Linked DNA regions of Mus musculus: regions 2, 3, 4, 5 and 6 are each linked to region 1. The links are chromatin contacts, called in public Hi-C and promoter capture Hi-C maps. All regions are on one chromosome and are shown on one strand. The core of a region is the stretch at or near the end of the contact, and the rest is flanking DNA. Distances in the headings are between cores, read along the strand shown. Region 1 holds the start of Cadm1 (cell adhesion molecule 1). Region 2 has its middle 57 kb from the start of Gm4791. Region 3 has its middle 80 kb from the start of Gm31698. Region 4 has its middle 5.3 kb from the start of Gm31756. Region 5 has its middle 11 kb from the start of Gm39332. Region 6 overlaps Cadm1 (cell adhesion molecule 1).

Region 1 (2,697 bases), core at 112-2,611:
CCCTCGCGCAGAAGCCCTCTCGCCACCGCCCGGTGCAGCTCGGTCCCGCCGGTCGCCAGGAGGCAGCGGCAGGCGGTACAGCAGCACGGGGACACCGTGCGGCGGGCAAGAGCGGCGAGGTGGCGGGAAGGCGGTCGCAGCGCGGCCGGCCTCTCCGGTGGGGAAGAGCTCCGGCTCCCTTTTGTTAGCAAATGCAAACACTGCCCTCTTCTTTCGCGACCGCGCCAACGCGCCCCGCACCGGGGCAGCCACACGCGGGGCTCCTGCCAAGCGCTCGGCGTCTTCAGGGAAGGCGCGGCGCTCGCCGAGCCGCCGCCACCCGGGCAGATTCTCAAGACGGCCGGCCACGCGGGGAGCGCCCCGAGGCCCGCAGGGCGCACGCCGGGCCGCAGAGGCCGCGAACGCCCCCGCCACCACCTGCGGGCCGCTTGCCCGAAGGACGCGCAGCCGGGAAATCCCGGATCCCCACTCGCGGCAGAGGCCTCGGTGGCGCGGACAACCTGCGGGCTCCAAGAGCCCTCCTGCAGCGGCGGCGACGAGCGGCCGCCCCCGAGCCGGGAACTTTCCCTGCCTGGATTCCAGCCAAGCCGACCCGCAGCCTAGCGGAGGGGGCCGAGGGGCAGCGTTCGGCTGGAGGGAAACACGAGAGGCGTGCAGAGCTCTCGGGCGGGGGACCTGGCTGCAGAGCGCGGGCAAGCCGGGAAGAGGACACGACGGTGGGGATGTCCTGGGGACCCGCGAAGGAGAAAGCTTCGGGGAATGGAGAATCGATCGGGGGGGCGAGCTGGAACGGAGGGGGCGAAAGCTTAGCCCAGGGACACAGGAGGACCTGCAAGTTCCAGGGACGAGAGCGAGTTTCGGAGGGTCCGGAAGGTTCGGGGCGCCTCCGAGGGCTCCCCTTCCCCCCACGCGCTAGCCCCCGGCCCCGAGCCCACTCCACTCAGCACCCCGCGCTACGCCAGGAAGAAGAGGTGTGGGTGCAGCCATCCCTGAGGGCGCCCATCCGCAGCCGGCGGATAGGAGAGAAGGGGCGCCGACCCCTCGGCCCCTTCCATCGCAGCCCCGACTTTCCTTGCCACGCTCCCGCCGCTTTGGATTTAGGAAGTGGGGGAAGGTTGTCATGGAAACGTCCCCCCTTCCATAGCTACGGCTCCTGGGGGTGCCCGGGGGGGTTTTCGGGACCAATCCGCGGGTGCCCACAACCTACCTGTGGGGATCAGTGCCGCGGCCGAAAGGAGCAACAGCAGGAGCCGGAGCCGGAGCCCTGGAGGCGCCGCCGCCGCCGCCACAGCCGCTGCCGCCGCACACTGGGATCCGCTCGGCAGCACAGCACTCGCCATGTCGGGCACCTGCCTCAGACTGGCGGCGGTGGCTGCCTCCCGAGCCCGAGCGGACAGCTAATGAGATGCTAATGAGATGCGCTGGAGGCGGAGTCAGGAGCGACCAATCGTGGCACCTCGAGCCCAACCCGGCTCTCCGAGAACTAGCCCCCTCCCCCACCCCGCCCCCTGGCGCTAGCGTTCGGCCGCGCGCCCGCGCCACCTAGGGGCGGGGCCGAGGGGCGGGGCCTATGCAAATATGTTTACGTTAAAATTCGGCCTCGCTTCCCCGAAGGAGGAGAACCTGTACTGGCCCGCGTCCGGCTCGGTGGCTGGGGAGGGGGTTGCGGCTTCAGGAGGCGGGTCTCTCGCTTTCGTGCACCTTTACTAGGAACCTTTACGCCACTCGCCGCGGCGGACTCCTGGTCGGAGAGTCTGACCGCGAGATTCCTGGGCCGGGGCACTGCGTGGGCATCGGCCTATCGAAGTCATACGTTACAAAATTTCCTTTCCCTCACCTTGCACGAAGGAATAAGATCTTTGGGAAACCCGGGAGTGGAGAGTGCGAATGCAGGTCCCCGGATTGACAAAACAATCTGAGAGAAGTGCATGCGTGCTTTGCACGTCCGGCGGAGCAGGAGAGCCCGCTCAACAGCCTAGCGGCAGACTAGGGGATAGTTGGAAGACTGAAGCTGTGGAGTCGGGGTTCTGGGATTTTCAAGTGGATGTTTGGCTGTAGATTCTGGGGAAAGGTAAATCAAGGTGGGTGTGCTCAGGCTTCCCAGCTTGTTGGAAGTGTCCTTCCCATGTTTAGTAGATTATAGCATATAAGTAATATGGAATATTTAAGATTACACGCACACAAAAGCAAAAAAAAAAAAAATCTACCGGTCAGGGTCGTGGGGAAGGGAATGTAGGGAACCGAGGCAGTGATAGAGTCAGTCGAGTTCCTCTTCCAGGGCTCGGTTCAATTCCCTTCTCTCCTATGCTTCCAGTCCTTTCTAAGGCATCTAGAGACCAACAGGTCCTCACTTTAGTTGTGTCTCAGAGAGGTTCTCCCGCTGACGGGACTTGCATGCATCTCTGGACACACTTCCTCCCTCCCCGAAATTATCTTTGATTTCTTTTCAACAAGGCAGCCGGCTCTCTTGTTTGTCTGCCTTTTAATTACTTATTTTCTTTCCCTCTAGAAGACCGTGTGTGCTCTGACCCTCTGTTGCTCAAGCATCAAATTGAAGGACGAGCCGTATTAAGTGTAAAGGTTTATAATAATTTAAGTATTCATAGAATGCAGAACAATAAGATGTAGGAAATACAATTTGCATAATAAATATCAATATCACAACAGCTAAAACAAACCATGACAAATTATATGTGG
Region 2 (2,697 bases), core at 87-2,586, 470 kb after region 1:
GTTGGATCACCGAAGTGAGGGATGTGAGTATCAGTTTAAAATGTCATCATTCCTGTCTGGCTATTACAGTGGGACCTGCTTATGTGGTCCCAGCTGTGTCATGATTGTCCCACTTCAAGCATGACGAACTTAACCATGTCCTCACCTGCACCCCCTCTGCACACTGATATTCTGCTGTTACCCAGCTGGCTCCCCATTGTTCCTTTAGGACATGTGAGATGTCTTCCTTCTGCCTTTGTTCCCTCTGTGTGTAAACCCTGAGCACCCTCTAATGTCTTCTCTCTCTGCCTAGCCAGAACTCCCTGACCATCGTTTCTGGATATGCAGGCGTCCTCCTGCTGTTTGAATACTGAGGTTCATGGGGATCGATCCCTTCTCTCTAGTCCTACAGTTACCCCAGCTAAGGACTGCTTGTATTATTGGTAATAAGAAAACAATAGCACACAATTTCAAAGCATCGTCTCTTTGGTTTTTTTCTTACTCTGCTCAGTTCTGGAGAGCATGGGTATCTCCAAGGCACTGATGAGGAAAGGCTAAGGAGGTAGCTTAGCCTTGTGCCCACACCCTCTACTTGTAGCCTATTGGCTGTGGTCTGGATGTCATCTTAAAGGTTCATATGTGATTTGTTGGATGTCATCTTAAAGGTTCATGTATGATTTGTTTGTTTGTTTCTTTAAAAAAAAAAAAGAACAGCACTGTTGATTTGAAAACCACCACATTTTTATTTTATTTTTTAAATTTTATCCTCATGAGAAGTGTATGGGCCTGTGAGATGAGGAATAGCCACATTACAACTTGAGTCTCAGAGATATTCAAATTAAGGGACACAGAAAGAGGAGAGAGAGAGAGAGAGAGAGAGAGAGAGAGAGAGAGAGAGAGAGAGAGAGAGAGAGAGAACTCTTTAATGTCTACCAGGAGCTGGTTTCTGATTGTCTGATTGCTAGCATTTGCCAAAGTCTCACGTTTCCTGGGTCTGAATCCAGCATGTTCACAAGGGGTGTGGTTTACCTTGGGTGTATGAGGTGACACCTAAGAAGCAGAAACTGCCTCTGTAACATTTCCATCTGTTGTTCATTTTTTTGGAGTGGAACATCCGTGTGTGCACACAGTAGGTAGTTACCTCCTACTAGTCTTGGCAGGTTTGTGGTGATCCACTCACCTTCTGCCTTTCCCAGGCAGCACATGACCAGAAGCTGAGTGATTTACTAGGCTGGGCTAGGTATCAGGGCATTTTATGTAATTAAAGGGATGCCTGCGCTCTCCCTTTCATTTGCTGTTGAGACGGTGATGAATCATATTATTAGCCCAGAAGATGGGGTAAGAGGACGCGGCATTGTTCTGAACCTGCCTCCTGAGGAATGATCTCTGCACTGCAGGGATGTGAATTCTGTGCTCCATCGCACACAGCCTGTGCTCTCTGCCTCCCTACTCACCATACCTAGGTTCCAGGGATGAGATACTCCTACTCAGAAGAAAGATTAGATGTCCCCTGACTGTCCTGGCCACACTCATGGGGATTTCTCCTCATCCCCAACCTTATGGACTCCTAGACTAGGGGAATCCAAGGACCACTTTCAGGTAGGAAAAATGAGCAGTATCCATGAGCAGACTCACAAAGAGAGAGAGAGAGAGAGAGAGAGAGAGAGAGAAAGAGAGAGAGAGAGAAGAAAGAAAAGTCAAGGTAAAATTGTTTCCAAATTGAATGTTTTTCACTATTTTCTATGTGGTTTCTGTGCTGTTCCAGATGACTCACTCTCAGGGGCTTCAGAAAGGCTGTAAATAGAATGGATTGCTTTTAGGGACATACTCTGATAGTCCGCTTCTCATGAAAATATATGCTAATGCATGTAGACTATCATTATTGGGGAGACCTATGTACCGACTCTTTTATGTCTACCAGGAGCCGTTTTCTGATTGCTAGCATTTTGCCAAAGTCTCTGTCATGCGTGGGTTGAATATCTAGCAGAAAGAGGCAGATTCAGCCAAGGCTACCTGCTGTGTCTCTCCTAGGCTGGGATTGGAGGGGGGTCCTGCTTTGCCTGAGAACTTTTCTTCCTCAATGAGCGGCATAGAAAGCACGCATCTTTGTTTAAGCACTCAGAAAGCCAAGCCAGTCCAAGACTCACCTAAATTCTGGGACTTCAAAAGTCAGCAAGAGGCAGAGGTGGTTACCCGCGTGGCCCAGCAGGGTGTGGGGCCACATCCAACCCGATAGGGGGCGCCAACTCCAATGTGCCACCTCCAACGGCTCTTCTGACCAAACCGGGGCTCTTTTGTGAGATATCTTCCTACCTGCCCTGCCAGCCACTTTCCGCATCATCTTCTGTTATGGCAAAGTGGGTTAAACAGGGCTCGGCTTTGCAAGGAACACAGCCAACAAATGAGATATCAAACATAGCTTCCCACGGAAGAGATCAGACTCTGGTGGGCACACACGCCGGCTCTCTGCTGGAGCTCCTTGGCTCTGCAGCCAGCTTCATTTAGCATTCATAAATACTTTTGAGTATTCCCGAGCACACAGCCGCCAAAGGAATCTCACTCTGGATCAGGGGCATTCAACGTAACAAAGTGGGAAAATGTGAACATGATGAAGGACAGAAAGGAAGAGGCTGTGAAGAAAACCTGAGGCTTCAAGTACTGGGTGTAGCTATGACTAGAAGACAGGCTCTCCATCTTTTGATTTCTGGTCCCTGGCCT
Region 3 (2,697 bases), core at 107-2,606, 430 kb after region 1:
AGAAAAAGGGAGCAATCACCTCTCTTGGAATTTCATTTTGTTGCTGTGATAAAACATTCTGACTGAAAGCAACTTCAGGGAAGGGAGGGAGGGAGGGAGGGAGGGAGGGAGGGAGGGAGGTAGGGAGGGAGGGAGGGAGGGAGGAAGGGGTTTATTCTTACACTTCCAGGTCAAAATCCATCACTGAGGGAAGTCAGGAAAGTAACTCCCAGTTGGAACCTGGAAGCAGAAACCATGAAAGAATGCTACTTGCTGGCTTGCTGACTGGTTCATGCTTAGCAACCTTCCTTATATAACCCAAGACCACCTGCCTAGGGATGGTGCTGCCCACAGTGGGCTGGGCCTTGTTGTACCAACTAATAATTGAGGCAATCCATCCCCTAGGCATACCCAGAGATCTATCTGATCTAGGTAATTATTATGTCGATGCTTTCTTCTCAAATGACTCTATTCTATACTACAATTGATTGCCATAGATACCACAGCTATAACCCTTTGGCAGATGCCTTTGATAGGAAGGTATTCCATACATCTCCATCCCAACATGAACAGGACACCATCACAGATACTCAATATGTGCTGTCTGGATAACAGGAAGATGGGGCATGATAAAACAAGGAAGTAGGCTGCTGTAGAAGAAGAGGACCAGGGAGGGGAAGGTGTGCTTGTTAAACAAGCACAGAGACTGTGGTGCTGAGGTCAAAGCCACGAGATTGGGATGTGTGTTTCAACATGGAGGGTGCTGATACAGAGGCAAATGATGACTTCCATCCTTCTCATTTTTTTCTCAGGACCAGCCCTGACCCTTGTTGGGTTTTAAGAAAAACATGTTGAAAGCAATAAAACTCAAAGCCTATCTCTAGCCTAGTGGGAACATGAGGCAGGAAAGAAAGCTAGGTGCTCCTGATTTGCCACAGCTCATGAATAATCTCACAGGCCCTGTTTCTGGCCTTTTGCCATTCATGGGGCAGGGAACTGAGGAGCAATGGACTCTTTCTTACTGCTGATTTAATTAAGTGTGGCCAGTCAGTGACAGGCTGACTCGGCACTGAGCCAAAGTACCAGGAGAATCGGTCATGTCATTGACGGGCAAGTTCGGCCTTGTGTTTGACCAGATCAGCTTGTCGTTGAGGCTACCTCAGGGCCTATGGATAGCAATTGATGCTACTGTGGTGCTAGGAGACACTGATAATTTGGTTAAAACCCATCAAGAAAAGAATAGATTGCTTATCCTATTCAATTTGACAGTAGCTACAACATTAGTGGTAGCAAGCATTTGATATCATATGGTCCAAACAATGTTTGATGGCTGTTTTCTCTTCCATCTGGTTTCTGTTGACATGGTGCTGACACAGCTTAGGAGTGGTTTGGAGACAGGTGGACTTTCTGTTTAGTTCACCTTTGCCATCTGTAATGAAGAGAGGTATCTTCCTCATGACATCCCCCCACCCCCACCCCAGCTAAAGCCTACCCAACCTTCACCCAGACATCAGGAACAGCTGTCTCCTGCAGAAGGAGGCTGACTCCAGGTGGGCACTCAGCAGCAAAGGCAGGTGAGGTAATGAGTGACAAGGAGGGCCTTTTCCAGGAGGCAGAGGCCATCAGAGGGGTGAGTAGGTTAGCATATGCCGGGCCTTCCTTGGCTCCTGGCTGTTGCACATCCGTGCAGCTTGCCTCTCAGTGTGAGATCAGATTTGCATTTCCACCTAGTCCCATTTTTCTGCCTTTTCTTCTCCACTCATTGACTGTGCATAACACAGTATTTGATGCCAGAGAAGAGTCAGAGACAGGTGACTGTCACCTCTACCTTCAAGGACCCAGTCAACCTCGGTTTGGAGTGAGGTAAAGATACAAAGCAACCATAGTGCAAAACCAGAAAGGGACAGGAAGGGACATGAAGGGGGTGCGGTGAGGGGTTTGGAGGTCAGGAGGGGGTAGAAAAGGAAGGAGATGGGAGAGAGAGAGAGAGAGAGAGAGAGAGAGAGAGAGAGAGAGAGAGAGAGAGAGAGAGAGAGAGAGGGAGGAAGGAGGAGGAGGAAGAGGAGGGAGAGAGGGAGGGAGGTGAGGAGGGAGGGAGGGAGGGAGGGAGGGAGGGAGGGAGATAGAGAAAGAAGGAAGGAGGGCGAGAGAAAAAGAAGAAGGGAGAGGGGAGATATATGTGTGAGTTCCATAGAAGAAATAGTGGCATATGATGGCAGGCCTAGGAGACCAGGCAAGATCAGTATGACTACAATCCCAGGCCAGAGCAGCCACTGGAAATGATAAGCAGAAAGAAAGGAGGGGAGAGAAGTGAGCATGTGGAAAGGGTTGAAACAGCAGAAGATTCAACTGAGAGGACATAAAGGGAGAGGAGTCACTGAGAGGATGTCATCCTAGTTAAGTTTTCTTCGAGTGCTGAGACCTGCACATGGGATGGACCCCATTGCTCATGTCTCTCATTTCATCCGAATCACATTTTCTCTCTTAGTGTGGGTACGTACAATGTTCAGGAGAGGATTGAGTTGTAAGAGAGTTGAGCCTTTGCCTTCTTTTATGGAATTTGTTCAGAAGGCTACAGGTTCCAGTCACAGTCTTTTGAAAATCCGCTACTGTTTGAATGAACAGGCAGGATTGGAGGGTCAGTACGCCCTTGCTGGTCCTCCTGCTGCCTTCTGCTGTGGCTCTCTGAGTCTAGATACTATATCTGAGTACTCTGGC
Region 4 (2,697 bases), core at 97-2,596, 300 kb after region 1:
TATCTCTAGATCACTGGCACTCAACCTGAGGGTTGCGGCCCTTTTGGGGGTTGAATGACCCTTTCACAGGGTTGCCCAAGACAATCAGAAAACAGAGATATTTACATTATGATTCATAACAGTGGCAAACTTACAATTATGGAGTAGCAACCAAAATAAGTTTTAGGGTTCTTTCCGTGTCTGTTCTCAGCACAGTTCCAAAGGGGAGATATCGTTATGACCATCTTACAGAAAGGGAAACTGGGGCTTAGTGAGGCCTTCAATGGGTCCAAGGCCTCACAGCCAGAAAGCAGCGAGCCTATGTCTCTTCTTCAGTTAGTCTGAGTCCAAAATGTCTCTTTTTAATCACTGCTAGAGCTAAAACATCCCAGATACCAGAAGAAGGTCAGGAGGATGATGGGCCTTTAGGAAGTGAAATACTGGATTCACAGTTGAATGGGGGAATGGATAGAAGGAGAGTAGGCAGACACTGGACAGATGAATGAATGAATGAATGAATGGTAGAACTGGGTTATCGGGGAAAGCAGGCTTTGTGAGAGACAGTGTCAGGAGAGCATAGGTGACACACAGGCAGGGCTGACACTGTGCTGACCCTTGATGTGCAGACTGGAGAATCAAAACAAATGCTGTCTGAGTGCTGAGTCTAGCTTTCTCGTGCCAGTGAGTTAGTCCTTTGGCTTTTCTGTGAAAAGCTAGGCTTCCCGTGGATCATCATTTGTGTTATTTTCTGGGACTGTAAGCAGTAAACCGAAAGTCGGGCGTCCGATGCTTAATTCTGCCTTCACAAGCAACTTGCTCATGAGCATGTCTGGTTATCTGTTGCACCTCTGCAATAAGCATGCTTAGTGGGGCATTTTGCCAAATCTCTCTCTTTTAGCCCGTGTCTGATGTTCTGAGGGAGGCAAGTGAACTCAGGTCTTTGCTCCTTGGTTAACTCAGCTTCATTAGTGCCCAATGCTGAAGTTTCACCTCTTAGAAACAGGAGCAGTCTCCTCCTTCTTGGTTGTCTCTGGAAATGTGATCACGCCATTGGATGCAGGGCTGGCCAGAACTCCTCCTTGGCAGCCAGTCTTCACTGGTGGGAGACGGTGTTCCTCAGAGACAGCTTGTCTGCTGTCTCTTCAAAGCTTCCTGTATATGGGAAATGAAAAGATGCTCTCCGCATCCTGCCTGCTCCTTGCCAGGCTGGTCCCTGCCCTTCCTATGAGGTTCCAGGAGTCTGTGACATTATCTGCCAACTCCCAGGAAAGGCTCCGGACGATGGCGTGGAGCCCTGGAGATGATGAATATGCAGCAAGAGGTGCCGTGCCAGGTAGGGAAGCTGCAGTGCCGCTGTGAGAGAGTGAGCTGGGCCAGCTCCACAGGCCAGACAGTGCCAAGACCTGGCAGGGATGTGTGAGGTTGATTCTGAGCAACCTTGGTGAAGGCCTGGCACGGGTGGGCCTCTTTCCCAGCCTGAGGAGTTAGGAGCCTCCATATGTGGTCTGGATTCTCCGATGTTGAGGATTCAAGAGTTGCACATCCCCATGGCGTCTAATCATTCTCAATAGCTACAGTAAAACTATCCAACGTTGCCATTAACTCTGCCCATGTTCAGTACAGACAGCTTGCAACCAGCTGTTCTGGTACTATTGGCTCTGACCTACAGTGAATCTGATAAGCCCCTAGTGGCCAAAGAAAGTTGAGAGCAAATTATGTTTGCATCACTGACCTCCGAGGCTGTGGATGATATGTAGAGGTGCCTGGTCTGTTCATTTGCCTGCAGGCAGAACTGGACATTAGGCGGCCCGGACCAATGAGAGTCTAAGTCTGTTTTCTCTGGGACTTAGAAACCTTTGCTCATTAAGGACAGTCCACGCGTCTTCAGCATCTAGTATTCTTCAACCTGGACACAATTCTCACCTAGAGCTCACCCATATTCCTCCAGCTTCCATTAATTCTTTAATTGATATTTTGGGGATGTGGAGAAAAGAGCCTACTGTGCTTTGCATATAGTCTGATGCTGGGGCCTTCTCTAAAGGGCTTTTAGAACTAAGTGTACATCTCCCTTCCAAAGGTAGGCTCAGTGACATCACATTGCTATCTTACAGTGGGCTCTGGTGTGAATATTTACACTGCAGAAATAGGCAAACATGGTCAAGAAGCTCCTCACCTGTGATGGTTAATATCGACTATCAGTTTGACAGGATTTAGAGTTTCCTGGGAGACAAAGTTCCAGACACACCTGTGAACACTTACCTAGAGTGTATTAACTGAAGAAGGCCACTCTGAATGTGGGTGACACTATCCCACAAACTGAGGTCCAGAACTGAATACACTGGGATAATCAAACTGAGCTCAGACATCATCTCTCTCTGCTTTCCGACAGTGGGTGCAGTGTGAACAACTTCCTCGAGTCCCTGCTTTATGACTTCCATGTCATGATGACTGTACCCTAAAACCGAACTGTGAGCCAAAGCCAACCCTTCCTTCCTTTGGCCTCTGCTTCAGTATTTTGCCACAGCATGAAGACAGCCCCTGCACTGAGGTCATATGCTATCTGCTCAACTGGAACTAGCATGAAGCTGGTTATGCACAGCTATAGTCCCTCACAGAGCCTGGCTGAGCTTGACCCTTTGTGTGCTTCATTTGAGTTCCTTTAAGCAAAGCTCACTCACTGAAAGGTCTGTGATTCCTAATAAAACAGAGGTGGTGGCA
Region 5 (2,697 bases), core at 93-2,592, 280 kb after region 1:
ATGTATGGTATAATGTATTTATGTGGGTGTGTATATGTGGTGTGTGTGTTTATATGTGTGTGTTTGTGTGTGTGTGGTGTGAGTATGGTATAGTGTGTGGGCCATGTGTGAATGTGTGGTTTGTATCTATGTTTTGTATATTTTACGTGGTATATATATATGTATGTGGTGTTTATCTGTGTTGTATGCATTGTCTATGGTGTGTGTGTGTGTGTGTGTGTGTGTGTGTGTGTGTGGTGTACTGTAGAATGTGTGTGCCATGTGTATGTGGTATTTGTCTATGTTGTGTGCATGGTATGTGGTGTGTATGTTATGTAGTGTGTGTGTTTGTGTGTATGTGTGCATGTGGTTTACTGTATGTGTGCTTGTATGTGTGTGCATGTGTGTATCCATGCCTGTGCACATATGGAGATTATAGGAAACTTTAAAAGTTTCCTATAACCTATCCTCCGTGGCCTTATCCTCTTGCGACAAGATTTCTCATTGAACCTGGTACTAGTTGCCATCCAGCAAAGCCCAGTGACCCTCCTATCTCTGTTTCCCACAGTGCTTTGGTTACAGCTCTATGTAGCCATTTCTGGCTAGTTCATGTGGTGGTGGAATTCAAACTCAGGTCTTCATGCTTGCAAAGCAGGTGCTTTGATTCTCTGAACCATCTCTCTAAACCTTGGAGAATCCTTAAGATGGGTGCTGTAGTGTGGAGAAATGTCCTCAATGGGCTTACATGTTAAAGCTTGGTCTCACAGTTGTGACCCTAGAAGGTGGACATGGTACCAATTGGGAGGGTCCTAGGTCACTGAAGAAATATTCTTAATGGGAATTTGGAGACTCCCGTCTCTTCCTGTCTCTTTTGTACTTCATGGTTCCTATGATGGCTGATTTTGCCATGTTCTCATGCCACGGTGTGCTGTTTTGCCAGAGGTTCAAAACAATGAGCTGAGGTCACCCAACAATGGTCTACAACCTCCAAAGTTTCAAGGCGAGATAAACCTTTTCTTTTTGTAAGTCAGATGTCTCAGGTATTTTGTTACAGTAATGGAAACCTGAGCTAATGTAGTGACTAACACGAATATTGTTTTGGTTCCTCTTATCAGGCTCCACATTAGGTGGGGAGTCCTCAATTCATGTCTGGGTTGGCTTTCTCTTGCAGTGATAAATGTCATGGCCAAAAGCAGCTCAAGGAAGAAAGGGTTAATCTGGGTCACAAAACCTGGAGGCAGGAACTGCAGCAGACGGCATGAAGGAGTGATGTTTACTAGTTTGATCCTCTGGCTTGCTCGGCTTGCTTTCTTATATGACTCAGAGCCACCTGCCCAGGTCAGGCACCACCCACAGTGGACTTGGCCCTCCAGGCTCACTCATTAATCAACTAAACATCCCACGCAGTGGCCCACAGGACAATCTTTATAGAGGTGTTTTCTTAAGAGAGGTTCCTTTTCCCCTATAGTCCTGTTTTTAGTTTTGCGTTAACTTGACACAAAACAAACAAGGACAGTCCGTTTGTATGTTTTTGTTCTTTTTTTCCTTCTTCTTCTTTCTTTGTCTTAAGTTTACCTGTTCTCTCCACTGCTGGCTCTCAGGCTAAACCTGCCTGTGTCCTCTCCCTCTTCCATGTGGCAGCAAAGGATATTTAGGGACTAATTGGCCTTTGGTTAAACATCAAAGACCATGAAATTCCATCACCCGACTAAGGGAACCATGCAGCCCAGAATTCGCTTCCTCGAGGGCAGCTGCCTGCTGTCCTTCTGGCTGCATTCCCTTTATATCTGTGCCCTGAGTCCGATGCCAGTTTAAACAGTTCGTTTTATGTCTGAGAGTTGTTGCTGTAGCTATCCCTCGACGTTTATCAGGCTATCTAGCTGCAAGTAACAGAAACTTAATTTGAGCTATGTTTGCAAAGCGTATGTCAGCAGATATTACAGGGAAATCTCACTTTTGTGAGTGTGTGCACGTGTGTCTGTGTGTACGTGTATGTGTATGTGTAGGTGAGTGTATGTGAACTTATATATAATGTATATCTATATGTGGGTGAGAATGTTTGTGAGTGTATGTGGTTATGTGTGAGTGTGTGAGAATGTTTGTATATGAGGTTTTATTGGTATTTGTGTGTGTGTGTGTTTGTGTTTAAGAGTGTCTTGTGTAAGTGTGTATGTAATATGTCAGTATGTAGGAGTTTGACAGGAAGTGTGTATAAGTGTATGTATGAGTGTATGTGCATACACGTATACATGTATATATGTCTCTGTGTGTGCAGACGTGTGCCATAGTGGGTACATGAAGTCAGAGGACAATGCTGGATGTGGGTCCTCACCTTCTACCTTGTTTTGATGCACAGCCACCTGTTCCTGTGGTGCACCCAGGCTGTGGCCTGTGAGTGCAGAGTGATGCCTTCGTCTCCACTGTCCACTTCTTTGATGGACCTACTGCTGTTGTGGACTCCTGTGCTACTGCCTCCAGCTGGTCACATGGGTTATGAGAACCCAGACTTAGTTAGCTTGAGCATCAAGCGCTTTACCTTCTGATCCATCTCTTCATCTGGCCATCAGGATCCATTGTCCCCAAGTGCACAGTCTGTACATTTCTGCTGGACTTCATCAGGTCTGTGTGTGGAGAGACTTTCTCCAGATGGCAGTGTTATGTTGTTAGCCTCCCTCAACAGAAGACAAGAAACATCCCAGCAAAGAGGCTTTGTTGTTT
Region 6 (2,697 bases), core at 134-2,633, 270 kb before region 1:
AGGTGCTAACAAACAAACACTACAAATACTAGTTCAATTAATTAGGACTTGAATCCACAAGACACAAAAGAAGCCAGGCCCAGTCACAGCTCAAATCTTGTCTACTATGCAACATGGAGGATTCCAGCTTAAGGGAAGACGTACATGCCTCCCTTTCTTTTTACGGCTTCTCCCTCTGTCTCCTTTCAAGTAGGACAGTCAACGGGCACAGTGAGGGAAATTTCGTTTCCCTCTGAACACCATTTGTAAAGGAGACCCTAGCTTGTATGGGATTTCACCACCAGTCACATAGCTCTGCTCATGGCCTGGTGACATGCATTTATCTTAGATGGGGCAGAGAGCTCATCCCATAAACCTTCTTTGTCCAAAATTGGCCAGGATGAGAACAACTGAGGCTACTAAAGAGTACTCAGACCAATGTCCCCTCCAGCCTCCTAACTGGGGACAGTGTGAGGGCTGTGGGGTCACTATTTCCTGGTGATTCTGTTGATCCCCGATGATATCCTGAAGAAATCTTAGCTTACAAAGGAGATGACATTAAAAAGAACAATGGTATATTTAATTTTTTTTAGATTAAATCACATAATAAAATACATAATTTTATGGCTTTTAACATACAGATCATAGTCAGGTTCAAACAATAACGTGGCCTAAGGAAAATAGGTCTTATCAGTGATTGAAGAAATTAGCAGAACTCTATTGGGCAGATGAAATCCTTATATTGCAAGCAAAATGTGGTGATTGATTTAATTCACCCCTCTCCACCCCACAGTGTACTGATATTAAAGGAGGTTTTAGGGATTAGTGACCCTATAAAGGTGATAACTTCAGGGACTTGAGTCAACTTAAAGGGGAGGAGGGGAGAAGTGCACTGTTATTCCTTCTGGGTATCTCAGTAACTCAGTGTCTACACAGATGAAGGATCCTATCCTTTCCCTTAGACAGCGATGCCTGGCTGTAGAGAAAGAACCGCTGTGAGGGACTGGAGCTAAGCTCCCACCACTCACTGAGAGCGGACTTGGGGCCTAAGGCACCGGAGCCTTGGGGGCAGGAGGCCTCTGATAGGGAAGGGCTAATAGTGTTCAAGGAGACTCATGTTGGTTGGGAACGAAGACTTGCTGGCTGATTCCACAAGCACAACACAGATCTGGGAATAGAATGATATTCATAGACTGAAGGGCCAGGTGACTTTCTTAAGTTCCAAGAGTCTTAATTAAGATAGAAAACTAGACCCCCCCCCCAATTCCCTTTCTGAATTATATAAAGTGCTGCAATGTATAACCTTCCTTTATACAAGATGTTTTTCATCTCTCTCTCTCTCTCTATCTATTAAAAGCATCAAGAACGTAATGTTTATATAATTTTAGTTGAGGGAAAGGCTGTCGTGATGAAATGATCAGTAGCTGCAGTCTCATCTTTGGAAGGTGTTCCAGTGCCTCTCCTGAAGAGAGGAGCCCACAGCATTTTGTTAGATTGGAGCCAAATGGATTCAGATACAGACCTGTATTCATTTTCCTTGAAGGACAAATCCCTTTTGAGTCTACAGAAAATGAAAACAAGGCTAGGAATCATTACCACATTTTCCAGGGTAGGAGGCAGACGGCTTGAAATATTCTGTATTTGGCAGTGAATGCAATTTTGTAGGTGGGAGGGGCTATTCTCTATTTAAAAGATACTCCGGGAAACTACTTAAAGGGTTTAGGGGTGGAAACTGGGTGGATATCCACTCAGGACTCACAAAGGAGCTAATGTATTATTAAAGCTAATGGGCCCCTACAAGGAACGTTAATGGATATTAAGTTTGCTTAAATGAATTACATATTAACAAAGTCACAAGAAATCTAGTATCTGCCAATTTAGATAATATCTGATCATTTCTGTTTTCCCATTATAGGGACATTACACCACAATAGTTTTAGTGATATGAAAATTATAAGCATGATGCTCCTAATGAAGCTATATAATGAAGTAGAGGAAATGAATTAACAAGAAAAACCTACACTCTGTAATGTAAATTGAGCCATGCTCGAAGGGCAAGAAGAGGTTGGGACAAGATGGTCTCTTATAAGCAAGTTTATAACTTGTTCTACTTGGACAATTTAAATACACAATAAAAAGGGTAGCAGCTGAAAAATGGCTTCCAAAGGCAAATTCAAGCCCCAAGAACCCATGCATATGGCCTAGTTTGGAAAAGACACTTTGCACGTGCAGTCTTGAAGATCTTAAGATGAGAAAACTCTGGATCATTTGGGTGGGCTCTAAACTCAGCGACACTGTGTCTTATGTGACACCCAAGCCTCCTGAATGATGGCTGGCAACAGGCTCTGAAGCGTCACCCAAGACCGTCAGAAAATACAGATACTCATATTACAATTCATAACAGTAGCAAAAACTACAGTTATAAAGTAGCAATGAAAATAATTTTAGGGTTGGTGGGTCACCACAACATGAGGAACATAATGGGTCATAGCACTAGGAAGGGTGAGAAGCACTGCCCTAACTCCTTGGGGAAATTCGCAGAGCACTTGCCATCTAAGAAGCAGAAAGGACTCTCTAAGGTCTTGGAGGGAAGGTGGCCCAAATAAGCCCCCAATTTGCTCCTTTGGTATTTAGAATTGTGAGTGGATCTCTGTGGTTTTGGGACAGGTCTGTGACACTGCCAATTGACATGGCAGCCCTAAGGCACTAACATAAGAA

What was found. Promoter capture Hi-C pulls out the DNA fragments that hold promoters and counts their contacts. Hi-C and Micro-C count contacts between places; a contact is called where the count stands out from the background.
Region 2: a contact with region 1 is called in a promoter capture Hi-C map of hippocampal neurons, with 2.4 times the contacts expected there. The contact joins the enhancer-like site here to the promoter of Cadm1 in region 1. A contact is called at or near these places in 1 of 39 promoter capture datasets (hippocampal neurons), 1 of 484 Hi-C or Micro-C datasets (the N1E-115 cell line) and 10 of 115 datasets of contacts at active chromatin or transcription factors (SST interneurons, astrocytes, craniofacial prominence and 7 more).
Region 3: a Hi-C map of cerebellum shows a contact between it and region 1, with 2.1 times the contacts expected there. The contact joins the enhancer-like site here to the promoter of Cadm1 in region 1. A contact is called at or near these places in 3 of 484 Hi-C or Micro-C datasets (cerebellar granule neurons, cerebellum and cortical neurons) and 4 of 115 datasets of contacts at active chromatin or transcription factors (craniofacial prominence, embryonic forebrain, embryonic hindbrain and 1 more).
Region 4: a Hi-C map of cerebellar granule neurons shows a contact between it and region 1, with 2.5 times the contacts expected there. The contact joins the enhancer-like site here to the promoter of Cadm1 in region 1. A contact is called at or near these places in 1 of 484 Hi-C or Micro-C datasets (cerebellar granule neurons), 1 of 115 datasets of contacts at active chromatin or transcription factors (neural tube) and 1 of 9 other capture datasets (liver).
Region 5: a Hi-C map of liver shows a contact between it and region 1, with 2.4 times the contacts expected there. The contact joins the enhancer-like site here to the promoter of Cadm1 in region 1. A contact is called at or near these places in 4 of 484 Hi-C or Micro-C datasets (the Patski cell line, cerebellar granule neurons, cerebellum and 1 more), 8 of 115 datasets of contacts at active chromatin or transcription factors (craniofacial prominence, embryonic forebrain, embryonic hindbrain and 4 more) and 1 of 9 other capture datasets (liver).
Region 6: a Hi-C map of cortical neurons shows a contact between it and region 1, with 2.2 times the contacts expected there. The contact joins the enhancer-like site here to the promoter of Cadm1 in region 1. A contact is called at or near these places in 1 of 39 promoter capture datasets (hippocampal neurons), 2 of 484 Hi-C or Micro-C datasets (cortical neurons and ventral hippocampal neurons), 4 of 115 datasets of contacts at active chromatin or transcription factors (bone marrow-derived macrophages, embryonic forebrain, forebrain and 1 more) and 2 of 9 other capture datasets (adipose tissue and pancreatic islet).

What each region holds. Positions count from the first base shown.
Region 1 is chr9:47,529,016-47,531,712 of GRCm38.p6, reverse strand. Cadm1 (cell adhesion molecule 1) reads right to left here and starts at 1,361. Exons shown (of 11, transcript NM_207675.2): 1 at 1,208-1,361. The coding sequence starts at 1,340.
Region 2 is chr9:47,054,295-47,056,991 of GRCm38.p6, reverse strand. No RefSeq gene overlaps it. Among named protein-coding and RNA genes, the nearest start is that of Gm4791, 57 kb to the right of the region's middle. Within about 2 kb of position 1,336, at least 3 of the 459 cell types and tissues checked have an H3K27ac peak or open chromatin away from gene starts, as enhancers often do. A contact at or near this core is called in hippocampal neurons, where this site is marked.
Region 3 is chr9:47,102,475-47,105,171 of GRCm38.p6, reverse strand. No RefSeq gene overlaps it. Among named protein-coding and RNA genes, the nearest start is that of Gm31698, 80 kb to the left of the region's middle. Within about 2 kb of position 1,356, at least 6 of the 459 cell types and tissues checked have an H3K27ac peak or open chromatin away from gene starts, as enhancers often do. A contact at or near this core is called in cerebellum, where this site is marked.
Region 4 is chr9:47,225,645-47,228,341 of GRCm38.p6, reverse strand. No RefSeq gene overlaps it. Among named protein-coding and RNA genes, the nearest start is that of Gm31756, 5.3 kb to the left of the region's middle. Within about 2 kb of position 1,346, at least 5 of the 459 cell types and tissues checked have an H3K27ac peak or open chromatin away from gene starts, as enhancers often do. A contact at or near this core is called in cerebellar granule neurons, where this site is marked.
Region 5 is chr9:47,253,071-47,255,767 of GRCm38.p6, reverse strand. No RefSeq gene overlaps it. Among named protein-coding and RNA genes, the nearest start is that of Gm39332, 11 kb to the right of the region's middle. Within about 2 kb of position 1,342, at least 19 of the 459 cell types and tissues checked have an H3K27ac peak or open chromatin away from gene starts, as enhancers often do. A contact at or near this core is called in liver, where this site is marked.
Region 6 is chr9:47,800,282-47,802,978 of GRCm38.p6, reverse strand. The region is part of intron 5 of Cadm1 (cell adhesion molecule 1); the gene reads right to left. Gm10677 (predicted gene 10677) reads left to right here. Exons shown (of 3, transcript NR_046048.1): 3 at 1,895-2,697. Among named protein-coding and RNA genes, the nearest start is that of Gm10677, 17 kb to the left of the region's middle. Within about 2 kb of position 1,383, at least 4 of the 459 cell types and tissues checked have an H3K27ac peak or open chromatin away from gene starts, as enhancers often do. A contact at or near this core is called in cortical neurons, where this site is marked.